Regions from separate parts of the Zea mays genome. Here region 2 is linked to region 1. Evidence: chromatin contacts called from public Hi-C data. All regions are on one chromosome and are shown on one strand. The core of a region is the stretch at or near the end of the contact, and the rest is flanking DNA. Distances in the headings are between cores, read along the strand shown.

What was found. A called contact is a pair of places that touch in the nucleus more often than the background predicts.
Region 2: a contact with region 1 is called in a Hi-C map of leaf, with 5 times the contacts expected there. The contact joins the promoter of LOC100279507 here to the promoter of LOC100192999 in region 1. A contact is called at or near these places in 5 of 25 Hi-C or Micro-C datasets (ear, endosperm, leaf and 2 more).

What each region holds. Positions count from the first base shown.
Region 1 is chr7:167,538,657-167,545,101 of Zm-B73-REFERENCE-NAM-5.0, reverse strand. It overlaps LOC100192999 (exocyst complex component EXO84C), which reads left to right and starts at 2,316. Exons shown (of 7, transcript NM_001309864.1): 1 at 2,316-2,693; 2 at 3,222-3,316; 3 at 3,495-4,533; 4 at 5,297-5,815. The coding sequence starts at 2,589.
Region 2 is chr7:167,751,395-167,757,839 of Zm-B73-REFERENCE-NAM-5.0, reverse strand. LOC100279507 reads right to left here and starts at 3,789. Exons shown (of 2, transcript NM_001152507.1): 1 at 3,697-3,789; 2 at 883-3,432. The coding sequence starts at 3,426. The coding sequence ends at 1,456.

The DNA.
Region 1 (6,445 bases), core at 1,067-3,566:
ACATTAAATTAACTCATACTATCCCTCCTATAGATGAATTAAAGAGACGTGCTTATTGTAAGTGGCATAATTCTTTTTCTCATGCCACCAATGACTGTAATGTTTTTCGTCGACAGGTACAATCGGCCATAAATAAGGGCCGATTGGCTTTTCAGGAAATGCAAGTGGACACACAACCATTTCCTGTTAATACAATAGATATCGCATGCAAAAAGATCTTAGTTCGGCCCGAAATGGCCGATAAAGGCAAAAGCAAAGACATCATCATTGGTAGTCCTCGCACGTCGAATATATCACAAAAGGAGATTGTTCGAAAGGCTCCGGATGATAAGGCTAAAAAGTCCGGAGGCACCGGGGGGCAGGCACAATTAATGAGTCAAGCACGACAGCCGTCCTGAGCATCACGGATGATCTGGCACCTACGTGCGGACGGTCCGGTGTTCAGATAGACGGTTCGGCTAACTCTGCCGGACAGTCCGCCTATGCCCAAAGGTGTCAGCCTCCACACAAAACCTTAAAGGGAAGGAGACACAACGGCGAAGCACAAATGGTCGGCTGATCAAAGCTGACTCTACTGTTGATCAGTTGCTCTCCAAGAATACTAGCGAGAAGACCGTTCTACGTGATCGGTCAACGAAGAAACCTCGGTCACCTACTAAAACGAAACGGGTAAACAAAACGGCCCGAAAGGCGACACAACAAGCATCACCTATTCATCCTATGAGACCAGGGTACTTTCCACCCGTTTACTCATTGTCAGTATATTATCCTGTTCAAACATGGAATAGTACGATGATGAATCCATGGTACATGTATAGTCCCTTTGTCTATCCATACTGGGGGGCACCTCCATTCTATTCCTTTTGATTCAGTGATCAAACGGTCATGGCCGAGAAAGATAAAATCTAAAACGGCCGTTATACATTGATGCTTTATTAAATGATCTCAATATTGAAAAGCCGGTGACTTACATCAGGTTTAGTTCATATGCTTTTGGTTCGTCAACCTTCACCAAAAGGCAGGGGGCATATGTTGGACACCAAATGTGTCTCGCGGACGGTCCGGCCCTGAGGCCGGACGGTCCGCGGTCCGGACTGTCCGCGGTGGTGGCGCGGACGGTCCGCGCGTGCGCAGAATCAGTTAGGGTTCCTAGTTTCTCGCGGGATTGGTTACCTAAAACCACGGGATTAACTCGGAAATCAGTTGGAAGCGGATCCAGACCTCCCCCTTTATATAGATGAAGGGCTACGACCGATTGAACCCCCAACGATCGAACCAATATCACTTCTATTTCGCATTTATTTCCAGCACAATTAGGAGTAGTTCTAGTCTAGTTCTAGTTTAGCCTCTCGATCCCCAAATTCTTCGCCTCTCTTCGACTCTACGCCGATTAGAGGAGTCTAGGTCGGCCGGCCCGAGCCTAGACACCACCTAGGATCTCTCCTCCCCGACGGGGTCCCTCCCGGGAGCGAGATGCAGGCGCCGCCGGCGACCTTCGCCGCCCCCTGCGCACGTGCGGACCGTCTGGCCCCAGGGCGCGGACCGTCCGGCCGTCAGGCAGGGAACCTTTGCCCCTGCTCCAGGTCGCGGACCGTCCGGCCCTGTGCCGCGGACCGTCCGCGCCTGACCAGAGAGCACCGCCGCCGGTTCTTGTTGAGTGATTGGCGTTCCGAAAAGGCGTCAACAAGTTTAGTCTCTACTTTATTTGGTTCTATAGACTAAAACTATTCAAAACACATTAAATGAATCATAAGAGGACTAAAATACCTCTTAGCATTCTCCCTGCAACTGAAATAAACAAGGGGCAAAAAGTGAAATTTATATTATTTAGTCTCTTTTAGTCACCACTTGAGAGACTAGAGACTAAAACAATTTAGGGCGTGTTTGAATGTACTAGAGCTAATAGTTAGTTGGCTAAAAATTTGCTAGTAAAATTAACTAGCTAACAAATAGCTAGATAACTAGTAGCTAATTTACTAAAAACAGCTAATGACTGAAATATTAGCTAGGGTGTTTGATGTCAATAGCTAATTTTAGCCACTAACTATTAGCTCTAGTGTATTTAAACACTCATTTATTTTCATTGTTTGACAATTTAGAGACTAAAATGGAGGGACCAATCTTTAGTCCCTCAAACCAAACGAAGCCTTAATACTTTTGATACTTTTAGTTTCTCAAGCCAAATAAGATAATCACTCAACTAAATTTTAGTCTTTGGATTAAAGTAATCAAACGAGTCCTAAAATTTAACCGAACATGACCTATTTTGCAGGGATGGGCGGTGGAAGTCGAGAAGAACACAAGGTGACTGCTTCTGACGCCGAGACGTCGACGACTCGACGCCCCACAGTTTCTCACCTATCGCAGGACCAGGGCACGCGAAGCCAGAAAACCCCATACACGGTAGCCGTCCGGTCGCTGCCGGTGGGTGGCTACCCGTAACGGCACTCCACTCCACTTCCGCTCCCACTCCACCGCCGCCTCCTTCGTCCTCTCGTCATTCGCTCCCGGCACGCTGTACGCCGAGAAATCTCTCCTTCCCAGCTTCTGTCCTGTGGGAGGCTTCTGAGATCGCGCGGAGGTGCGGAATGGAGAGCAGCAGCGGGGAGGAGCTGGAGGAGGAGTTCCCGGGCCACGAGTGGATCACCCCGCAGTCCTCCATCAACGCCGCCTACCAGTCTCAGACCGAGAAGGTTCGATTTCTGCTTCCTTGCCTTGCTCCGCGCTTCAGCTGTTTTCCTACATTCCGGCCAGCATACAGCGGGGAATTTCACCTGCTACCATTCCTGGCTAGTTCCTGCTTCTTTTGTCGCTGTGCGTCAGGGCCTGCTTGGGCTTGAAATTACGCAATTTTGGATCTAGACTCGTTACAATGGTGTTATGATGGGTAATTTCGCGTTGGGAGAGGAATGTATCTATCTGTTATTCTTGAATCCCATGTTTTTCCCCTCCGTAACACAGCATGTTCTCACCGAGCCTCGACGCATCAAAACTAGAAGCATAACCAAACAAAAGCATATCACCTTCTTCTACCAAAAACTGCAAGTAAAATCTGGCTAACTTGTCATTCTTTTTTATTGAGATGAAGCAAAGGGTTTAGTGCTGCTTGCATCTTTGTCTGCCGGGATTGGTACAGAGAAGGGCTCTGGTGGTTTCCAGTGCGAAATGTTTCTCATTGGTGTGGTGATGGCACTCATCGATCGTGGTTGTTGTGCTTGCAGGGTATCAGGAAAATTTGCTCCGATTTGTTGGAGTTGAAGGATGCTATTGAAAACCTGTCTGCAAATAGGCAGTCAAAGTTCCTGGCTTTTCTCAGGTAATCACGAAATTAATGGCTATTTTTTCCTGCTCTAAAAATAAACGAAACAAATTAAAATTCAGAATTTAATATGTTTCCTTTGCTCATACTTGAAAACTCCCTTCTCTGTACTCATTTTCTCTCTTTTTGAAACTACTTCTCTCTTATGTTTTTCTCCTTTTCACTATTTGCACAGAATTTCTGAGGAGGTTGTTGAAGCAGAACAAGAGTTAATTGAGCTACAAAAGCATGTGTCTTCCCAAGGAATTCTTGTGCAGGATCTAATGAGTGGTGTGTGTCGTGAGCTCGACATTTGGCACAAATCTAGCAAGGAAGAAGATGCAACAAAAAAAGACTCTGAAACTGAACTTGATGAAATTTTGTCTGATGATACCCAGGATCCCAGAACTATTTTTCTAGATAAGTTAGACGTTTTGCTTGCAGAGCACAAAATGGAGGAGGCTGTTCTTGCTTTGGAAGCTGAAGAGAAGAAATATTTAGTTGCAGATGAATCTGGTAAAGAATCAAATGCAGATAATACTGCCTTTAAGACAGCACTGGTTAAAAGGAAAACAATTCTTGAGGATCAGCTTGTTAGGTATTGTGGACAGCCATCTTTATCTATGAATGAACTAAGGAAGTGTTTGTCTGGTTTAATTAAGATAGGCAAAAGTTCTTTAGCCCATCAAGTACTTCTAAAAGCTTATGGTTCACGCCTGCAGAAAAGTGTCGAGGCATTTCTTCCTAACTGTTCAATCTACACGGAGACATACTCTGCAACTTTGTCACAGCTTGTTTTCTCAGCTATTGCAAAAGCAGCAAAAGAAACTAATACGCTACTTGGAGATAGCCCCATGAATACAAACCGGATTATCCAATGGGCTGAATATGAAATCGAAACCTTTGCGCGTTTGGTTAAAGAAAATTCTCCTTTGCCTGAGAGTGTTTCTGCCCTTCGCTCTGCCTGTATATGCATCGAAACTAGTCTCTTTCATTGCTCTTGTCTAGAATCCCAAGGTCTGAAATTCTCAAAATTACTTATGGTACTATTGCGCCCTTATATTGAAGAAGTTCTTGATTTGAATTTTAGAAGGGTGAGGAGAAAGATTGTGGATGGGGCAAGGAATGATGATATTCTGCTTCTCACCCCTCAAGAAGGATCACCGCTCTCTGGTGCAGTTTCACCAAATGTTATGCTTACAAGCAGTGGAAAAAAGTTCATGTCCATTGTCAATGTGAGTTCTTCGTTGGTTCTTATCTTCTGATATCTCTTTTAAGTGAACTTGCCTTAATGCAACCTTTTGTTTTAACTTGTCTGGAAATTCAGCTTGCTGTCATGTTGGACTTCTGATATCTCTATGTCTATACCTATATATCTAGAGCATGCAATTACGACACCTATCTATTCATGCAAGCTATCGATATCAACAAGCCATGTCATCCACTAACATGCATTTATTCTTCCACGTCAGCTTACCACACTATCCACTAAAAGTCATTTGTGATCCTTGCAGCAATGGGTGTGTGAGGTACCCTTATAATTTTTTAGATGTACTACACCCAGTGAATTCTTACAGAGTTGAACAACTTGCAATCAATGAGCATTTGAGTATTTCTAGAATCCACTCAGTCTTTAAATTATAACAGACACAAGCAGTCTGCACACTCTCTATTCTCTACATATGTGTACTTGGCACAAGCAACCATACACAATAGCAATAGCTCTCTGCATGAAAATATCTAGGATAAATAGATGTAATGCATTTTCTTGACTCGTGAGTGATGGCCTGATGGGTTTGTGTAGAAACCATGCTACTGCAGTCAGTTTACTGGTTATGCACTTATGTGCCAGCATTCAAAAATATGAATAGAATAATCTTTCACTGGAACATGGATTACTATGCTTTGTGGTTTATTTGATTGTTTTGCAAAGTTCTCTACTTCACCTGCTATCTGATACACTGAAGCAGCTGATATATATGCATATCCTCCTTATAGGATGTTTTGGATCAGATCCTCCCAATGACCATAGTTCACTTTGGTGGAGCAATTCTGAATAAATTTATCCAGCTTTTTGATAGATATGTAGAAACACTGATCAAAGTCTTGCCTGGGCCTTCTGAAGATGATAATCTACTGGAGTCAAAAGAGCCTATTGAACTTAAAGCTGAAAGTGATGCGCAACAACTTACACTAATTGGAACAGCATACACTGTAGCAGATGAGTTATTGCCAGCTGCTGTATCCAAGTTCTTTGACATACAAGCTGAGAAGAAAGGAGCTGGTGGATCAAGCGAAGGCCTTGGCCCTGGGTCCATATATGCCATGGAATACAAAGAGTGGAAACGTAATTTGCAGCATTCATTGGACAAACTGAGGGATCACTTCTGCCGACAGTATGTCTTATCTTTTATTTACTTGGAAGGGAAGTCACGTTTGGATGCTAAAATGTACTTGGGACGGAAAGACGATGATCTTTTATTTGATCCTGATCCCTTGCCTTCATTGCCCTTCCAGGTTATTGCATTTTTTCGCAACCATGCCTAAGGCCTAAGCACATTTTCATTAAGAGGGTAATTGCATATTTGAATTTTAATGATTTGATATCAAATGTTTACATGTGGTACTGATGGAAGGTGTAACTATTTTCCTTATCTATTTGAAAAACTGTTTTGTATGTTTGCGACATTTTTTCCCCGAAAATAGCGCAGGAGAACTGCGCACCCATATATTAAAGTAGAGGGGATAGGGGGGGCCAGAAAGGACCCAGATACAACACACTCCTTATGGAGGCCAGAAGCAGGCATACACAAAACTATCCATAAGGATCAAAACTAAAAAATCACAGCCCTAGGAGCTAGGAAGCTTGGCCGGCCAAGAAGGAAAGACCTTTGGCACCAGCCATTTGCCATTTCTCCCTTTCCTCACCAGCAGCCTGAAGGAGGAAGGAGATACAAGGGGTCCTGTCATCAAACACCACCTTGTTCCTATGATTCCAGATCATCCAGGCCCCTAAGGCAATAAGAGAATCCAATCCTTTCTTTCCCAGACTGAGGACCTGAGCCGAAGATCTCTCCCACCAGTCAAAGAAGGAAGCCTCCGCTTGCTGAGGGGATAAGCTATGCAGCCCAAACTTTCTCAAGAGGT
Region 2 (6,445 bases), core at 2,540-5,039, 210 kb before region 1:
GATGTGGATTGGGGTATAATTTAGTTTAAGTTACATCTCAATTCATCTCAATACACATGAATTGAGGTGAATACGAGAGCATCCAAACAAGGCGTAAAGATGATTGCGCTGGTTGTTTGATTACGTGCAATCCTACCTTCTGGCTAAAACATTCAATCCATCGATGCTCTGGTGGGTGTTAAACAGTTATGTAGTCCTTGGGTAATGACTTATTCATTAGCTTCCATTTAACATACCCCCGCTTCGCCCTCCGGATTTGTTCTGCTAGAGGATGTTTGAATCTTGAATCAACGGTACATCCGATTCGTTTCAGCTAGAGGGTGTTTGAGATCTTGGATCAACGGCACATCGCTTGTGTTTGTTTTAGTACATCTTGATACGTGAACAGATTGATATAGATGCATTGCATCAGCATGTTCCCAATTTGTTGCGAGATGCATTGCTGATAGTAGCAAACCTTCGATCTGAACTTTGCTGACATGGTGCCACGTGACAGTTGAACGAACTTGCTACGGACCAAAACGGTGCGCTGCTTTTGACCGAAGCCGAAACTAACTTTCTGTTGGGAAGGCGGCGACCGTCTTGACCAATCTTCTGTTAAGCGAAGAAGAGGTCATGTCATGGTCATGCACTCACACAAACAAGTTTAACCATATCCCAGTTTTTCTACCAATTCGGAAGACACAAGTTTGGAACTACCAGACATCGACCCACGAAACTTTTACCGCGAGAAGGGAATTACTTATACAATCTGGACATTTCAATTTCCACAAAATGTTTCTGAAATGCATGATAAAATCATTACGACAGAAGATAAGAGCGTGTCTAAGACACTTGAGCAATTTGTTTCCAGAGTCCTGCATGGCAAGAACCAAGAACTGTGTCCAAATTTGGGACTTTATTGTAATAGAATTGACACAGATACAAAACTACCATGGTAGAAAATAGGGAAAAAAACATAGGTACAAACGTATTCATCAGAAGAACAATAAACTGGAAATATCAATGTATTTATGAAATTGTTCATTGACAAATGGGGGTAAAAAAATCTATAACCTCTCTTGTTACAGAGATCAACACAATTACTGTCGACTCTCACGGTCGACCATATGAATTTTCACCTCATCTGAACTAATCAAAAGAATACTAGTTAGGACCTCCAAGGTAACGAGGCTGTTTACCAATACTCGACAGCTTCTTTCAGCTACCAATTTGTGAGCAAATGCTTTCCTGAAGACCACACCATCTCCGACTTTGCGAACAAAAAATTTCAAGAAATAAAAAAAGAATATTATTATTTACTAGGACAAATAACTATTCTTCTCGGAAACTAACGCGGCAAAAATATGGTTTCATCCACCTTGAGAGCAAAAGGCCTCTTTGACAGTTACTTCGGCTCCAAGTGCATCTTGCTGCTCAAGCCAAGAAGCAATAACACTGATCTAGCGAGTCACCCTAAAAGCTCAGGTCAGGCTTGTTAATCGATGGAGAAGCCATGCTTGCCATTTCACCCCTCTTGCCATTCAGCTCAGCATGGTTTACCAGTGACTGCACCCAAGACACATCTGGTTCGTCTTCTGTATTTCCATGTTGCACAGGGTGCCTCAAGCGCACTAGTTCGTCGTCGTCCACACCCCAGTCGACCTTACTCTTTGGGGTACCAATGTTGCCCCATGAGGCATTAAGATTCCGTGGCGATCCCACAGATGGCACCTGGTGCTTGTTCAGGGAAGAAAACTGATCCAACATATCACGCGGAGTAACAGCAGCTCCAACACCAACACGGACACTTAGGGGAGATGTTAGCTCCATAGTCCGAGGGGACCGAGGAGACATGCCACCAAATGGAGAATGGATAATTGATGGATCAAGGCCCCTTGGTGAGTACATCCTGTTGGTATTGACAGGCGACAAAAGGCCCTTCTGTTGATGATGAAACTTGTTTAGAAGAGCTGATTTGTGTGCTGGTGAGAAGACTGAGTGACCTTGGTCATTGGTGAACCTTGGCGACATAGCCATGTCTGAAGCATACATCTCTTCGAGGTAGGATGGAGCAACTGCTGTTGGACGAATAGTCAGACCAGTAGAAAGACGGGGCTGGGATCGGCTGCTTTGTGGGAGGCTGAGCGCTCCAAGGTATTGAGATTCCCATTCCAGGAGCGAGCCAAGGTCATCAGCCTGTGCATCTCTTGCATTGAAAGAAGAGCGCAGCCTGCTACCTTGGAGCCAATGAGCAGCAGCACCTCCACCATTGTTGGCAGCAGATGGTGACAGAGGTGGTGGCACAAAGTGCCTGGTAGGAGATCCAGGTAGAAGCCCTAGAGCAGCAGCAGCAGCGGTCATGTCAATGGATGAAGAGGCACGGGGAGACAGCAGACCTGCACCACTATTGTGAGGCACATGGCGGAGCTCATCTTCATCGTGGGCGAAGAAGCAGATGCGGCGGGCACAAGCTGCGCCCTCCTTGCAGAGCCTTGTGCGGTACTGCGACGGGTGGAGCCAGCTCTCGAAAACACCATGGGAGAACTCGCAGCTATCACCGCTGGGGCAGCCACCAGGGCGGCGGAAGTTGGGGCAGGGCACCGCCGTGTATGGGTGCTTGCGAGGATCCCGGCGGCGGGCGTTCTCGCCAGGGTGCACGAACGGACACTCTGTCCAGTCATGCGAGTAGGCTCTGGAGCATGGCCGCACCTTGAACGCGAACATGCGGAACTCGTCGGAGGCATACACGCGGCTCTTGATGTCGGGCAGCGTCGGATCCACCGGGTACTCCTTCTTGGCACGGTCGACGGTAATCGGAGACAACGAAGACGACCGCGAGGACGGCGACCTGTTGCTCTCATCCGGCGAGGACGAGAGCGGCGGGGACGACGAGAGCGATGGCACCGAGGTCGCGACAGCGAGCCCTCGGCGGCGGCCAAGGAGCATCTCCAGATCGCCCAAGGCGTCGGGCGAAGCAGGTGGAGACAAGATGACGTCGGCAGGCAAGCGACCGGCGGAGTCGGGAGTTACCGGGTCGGCGCCGGCACCCAGGAGCAGCTTGACGACGGCCACAGCGTTCCGCGAGCCGCCGGAGGCGGCGCAGTGAAGCGGAGTGGCGCCGTCGACGCCGGGGCGCCGGTTGACGTCGACACAACCAAGGGCGAGCAGAAGCGACACCACCTCCACGCTGCCGTAAGTCGCGGCGACCATCAGCGGCGTGCGCGGCTCATACGCCTTGCTTCGGCCGTACCACATCCCCACTCCGTCCGCCAGCTCCGCCGTGTCGCCCTCGCCGCCTCCCCCCGCGAGCGCCTCGCGGAAACCCGCGACGTCGTCGGCCGCCGCGAGCTCCAGCAGAGCCGCCAGCCTGTCCCGCTGGCCGCCGGCGGCGAGATGCGAACGCGCCGCCTCGCCCGCACCCGCGAGATCAGCAAGGTCGCCCATCGCTCACTGCACACGGCAATAGTTCAGCGCATCTGCAACCACGGAGATTCAGCAAGAGGGGGATATATTATTTGTGCATAAACTTCGAGAAACGAGATCAAGAAACCATACGAGGAAAGCATGAAAATGGAAAGGAGGAGAAACCAGCTCCAAGAATTGAAGTGCCTCTCCTTGGAAAGATTATCCAATCCGGCTAGAACCGAGAGCAATCTCGCGATTCATAGGCCGGATCGACGCGAGGAAGGAAAGCAATTAGTGAGCAGTATTTACCTGCCCGCGGTTATCCCGTCCTAATCCAATCGAATCCAGCGGGATCCAACGGCCTCCTCTCCTTCCTCGCGAAGGTCGACGCCGGCAGCCGCCCCCCGTCCAGAGAAGAGAAGCCGAGGCTGAGTTTGGGGAACGGCAGTGGGAGAGGAGAGAGAGAAAGATAGAGAGAGGCGACAAAGCACGGATGGGAGGACTCGCAGTTTACTGGCGGTGGTGAGATGGAGTTAACTTGTCTTATTCCTCGGGCACCACGTCCTGCTTCGTCAAGTCCGCTACCTTAAAGCACTCACCGACAGGTGGGTCGCGTAGTTCTGTAGGGCCGCTTGTCATCCAGATTGTTTAACAGGTGTATGTGCGCGGGCTGGTCCAAGATTTATGCAGAAGAATTTACTGCGTGTGGGGCCCGCGCGAGATTGAAACAGTCGGATGCGGGGCGCGGTTCTGGCTGCTCGCGTAGCGGTGGGGTCCGGGGGTGGCTGCCGCTGCTCGCCCGCCACGTGCCGCGCTGGAGACTCATCCGACCGTCGGCTGGCCACACGGACGGCCAGGGACCGTTGGGGCAGGTGGTGGACGGGAGATTCGGCGCCGAAAGCCTCGGTTGCATCTCCGTCGCGGTACAGAGAGGTCGGCGCGTTGAGAGGTCGTCGGTGGCTAGCCTGGACTTGGGTCTGTGGACCGCTCTTTGATGCGCACGAATGTGACAAAAGTGGCCGTGCCCCGGAGCACGGTGGGCGCGGTCCATGGTGAGAGGGCGGACGCGTCGGGTTCTCGAGTGGGCCGCAGAGGTGAATTGGATGCGGGGTTGGTGAGGTCCGGGAGCGGGGTAAGGGTGACAGCGGGCCCCTCGGCAGAGCCGAGGACAGCGGTCAATTCTCGCGTCTGGGCTGGGGCGGGGTGGGGTGGAAGTGGGACATAAATTTTATTTTTAAAATATTCGTATTTATACTTATTTCTTAGTTTGATCTCCTAATCTAGGGTTAAACCTGTGGATCAATATTAAAGGCTAGTTTGGAAATTATATTTTTCTATGGTATTTTTATTTTTCTAAGAAAATTAGTTATTTTTTCTTTTAAAAATAGAAATCTCTTAAAAAATGGTGTTCTCAAACTAGCCCTTAAAAAATAATGTGTCTCCATGTCACTAGCCATAGCATATTAGCATCGAGGTTGGAGTCTTGGAGATGTCGATAACGAGAATGATTGAACTGGATCTTACGTGTCGGAGTTATAAATTAGAGCAAGTATAATAGGATGGTTTGTTATGATATATTTTTTTGCTAAATTCAAGAAGAGAAAATAGAAGAAAGAAAAGAAGCGAGCTGCTAAGACTATTTACGGTCCAAAGTAACATATTCCAATATTTAAAAAATATCACACACATGAAAATATAACAGTTAGAAAGGTACACCCTCTACTTTCTACAATACAATGTCATACTTATATGTTTAAACTAGTTAATTAGTATGATGCCGTGCTATGACAATGAACCTAAACTTATTTTTTGTGCCATAAGCTAAGATATCGTACCAAAACAATCATTTTTAAGATACAACTTTTCCCCTCATATTAAACGTCTTGCCACATCAAAAAAACATGTGGTATCTCGTTAATGAGCGCGATACCCCATTGGGAATAGCCTAATTATCAGTCGACGAGGAGCCGACCATACACATAAATTCAAAAACATGTTCTGAGAGAATGGGGTGGTAGAAATGGGTCTAGTAATAAATATTCAACATTCTTACAGCTAAAAAATAGTCAACCTATTATATGTGGTGGCTATATAGTTAGCTCTCTATATATTAATAAGTTAATAACTTTGTAGCCGAGAGGTGGCTAAACTATTAGTGCTGAGATCCGCTCTCCGTTGTGGTCTATGACTCTTGAGTTTGGCACCCTGATTACTTATACTGTCGAGCCATCAACCCTAAGCTCCACTTTTTGTGTAGGCCACCCTCATTTTATATATCCACTCTTTCTTTTCTTTTCGTATGGATATCATGGTTAGGGCAAGAAATAGGCCGAGTCGAGCTTGGCTGGATCGGTGGGTGACCGAGCTCGCCTCGCCTCGCCTCACCCACAACACGAGCTCAAGGATGAAGCTCGACTCGACTCAAAGTTGGCTCACGAGCTAGCTTAGCTCGGCTCACAGTCACACCTTAGTGAATATAATTGCATTATATATTAAATTAATATTATTTAAATATGAAATATAGAATCGCTATTGAATATTATGAGCAATTTAAAATTTAAATTGTCATATATCCATTATTAAAGACTAAGAAATGAACTGATAATCCATTATGACTCTACAAACTGATAAATTCAGTATAGTTGGCGTAGCTCGTGAGCCAGAACGGTTCAGCTTGGCTCGGCTCGCTTCACTAACGACTCCAAAAATCAAGCTCGGCTCGAATCGCTGAGGCTCGTGAGGTGCTCCGAGCCGAGCTGCTCTGATCTCGAGTTGGCTCGCGAGTCTCGAGCTTATTTTCCAGCCCTAGTCATGGTGCGGGGTAAAGATGGTTCGAGCAGGGGGGCTCAAGGAGTTTCTCGAAATGGTTAGTGGCCTCCTCAGTTGGGGCCTCATTCCCTTCTGGTCTGTCGTAGCTACCATCATTTCGAATTGTTGTCGCTGGTCTTGTCGGTGTTTTGGGTCCGACCGCACACCCGGGGTTGTCCCTCAAGGTGTTTTTAGGAGTAGGACGGCGTCAACGACTGTAGCAAAATGGTTCGTGCTAGATGCACGAGGG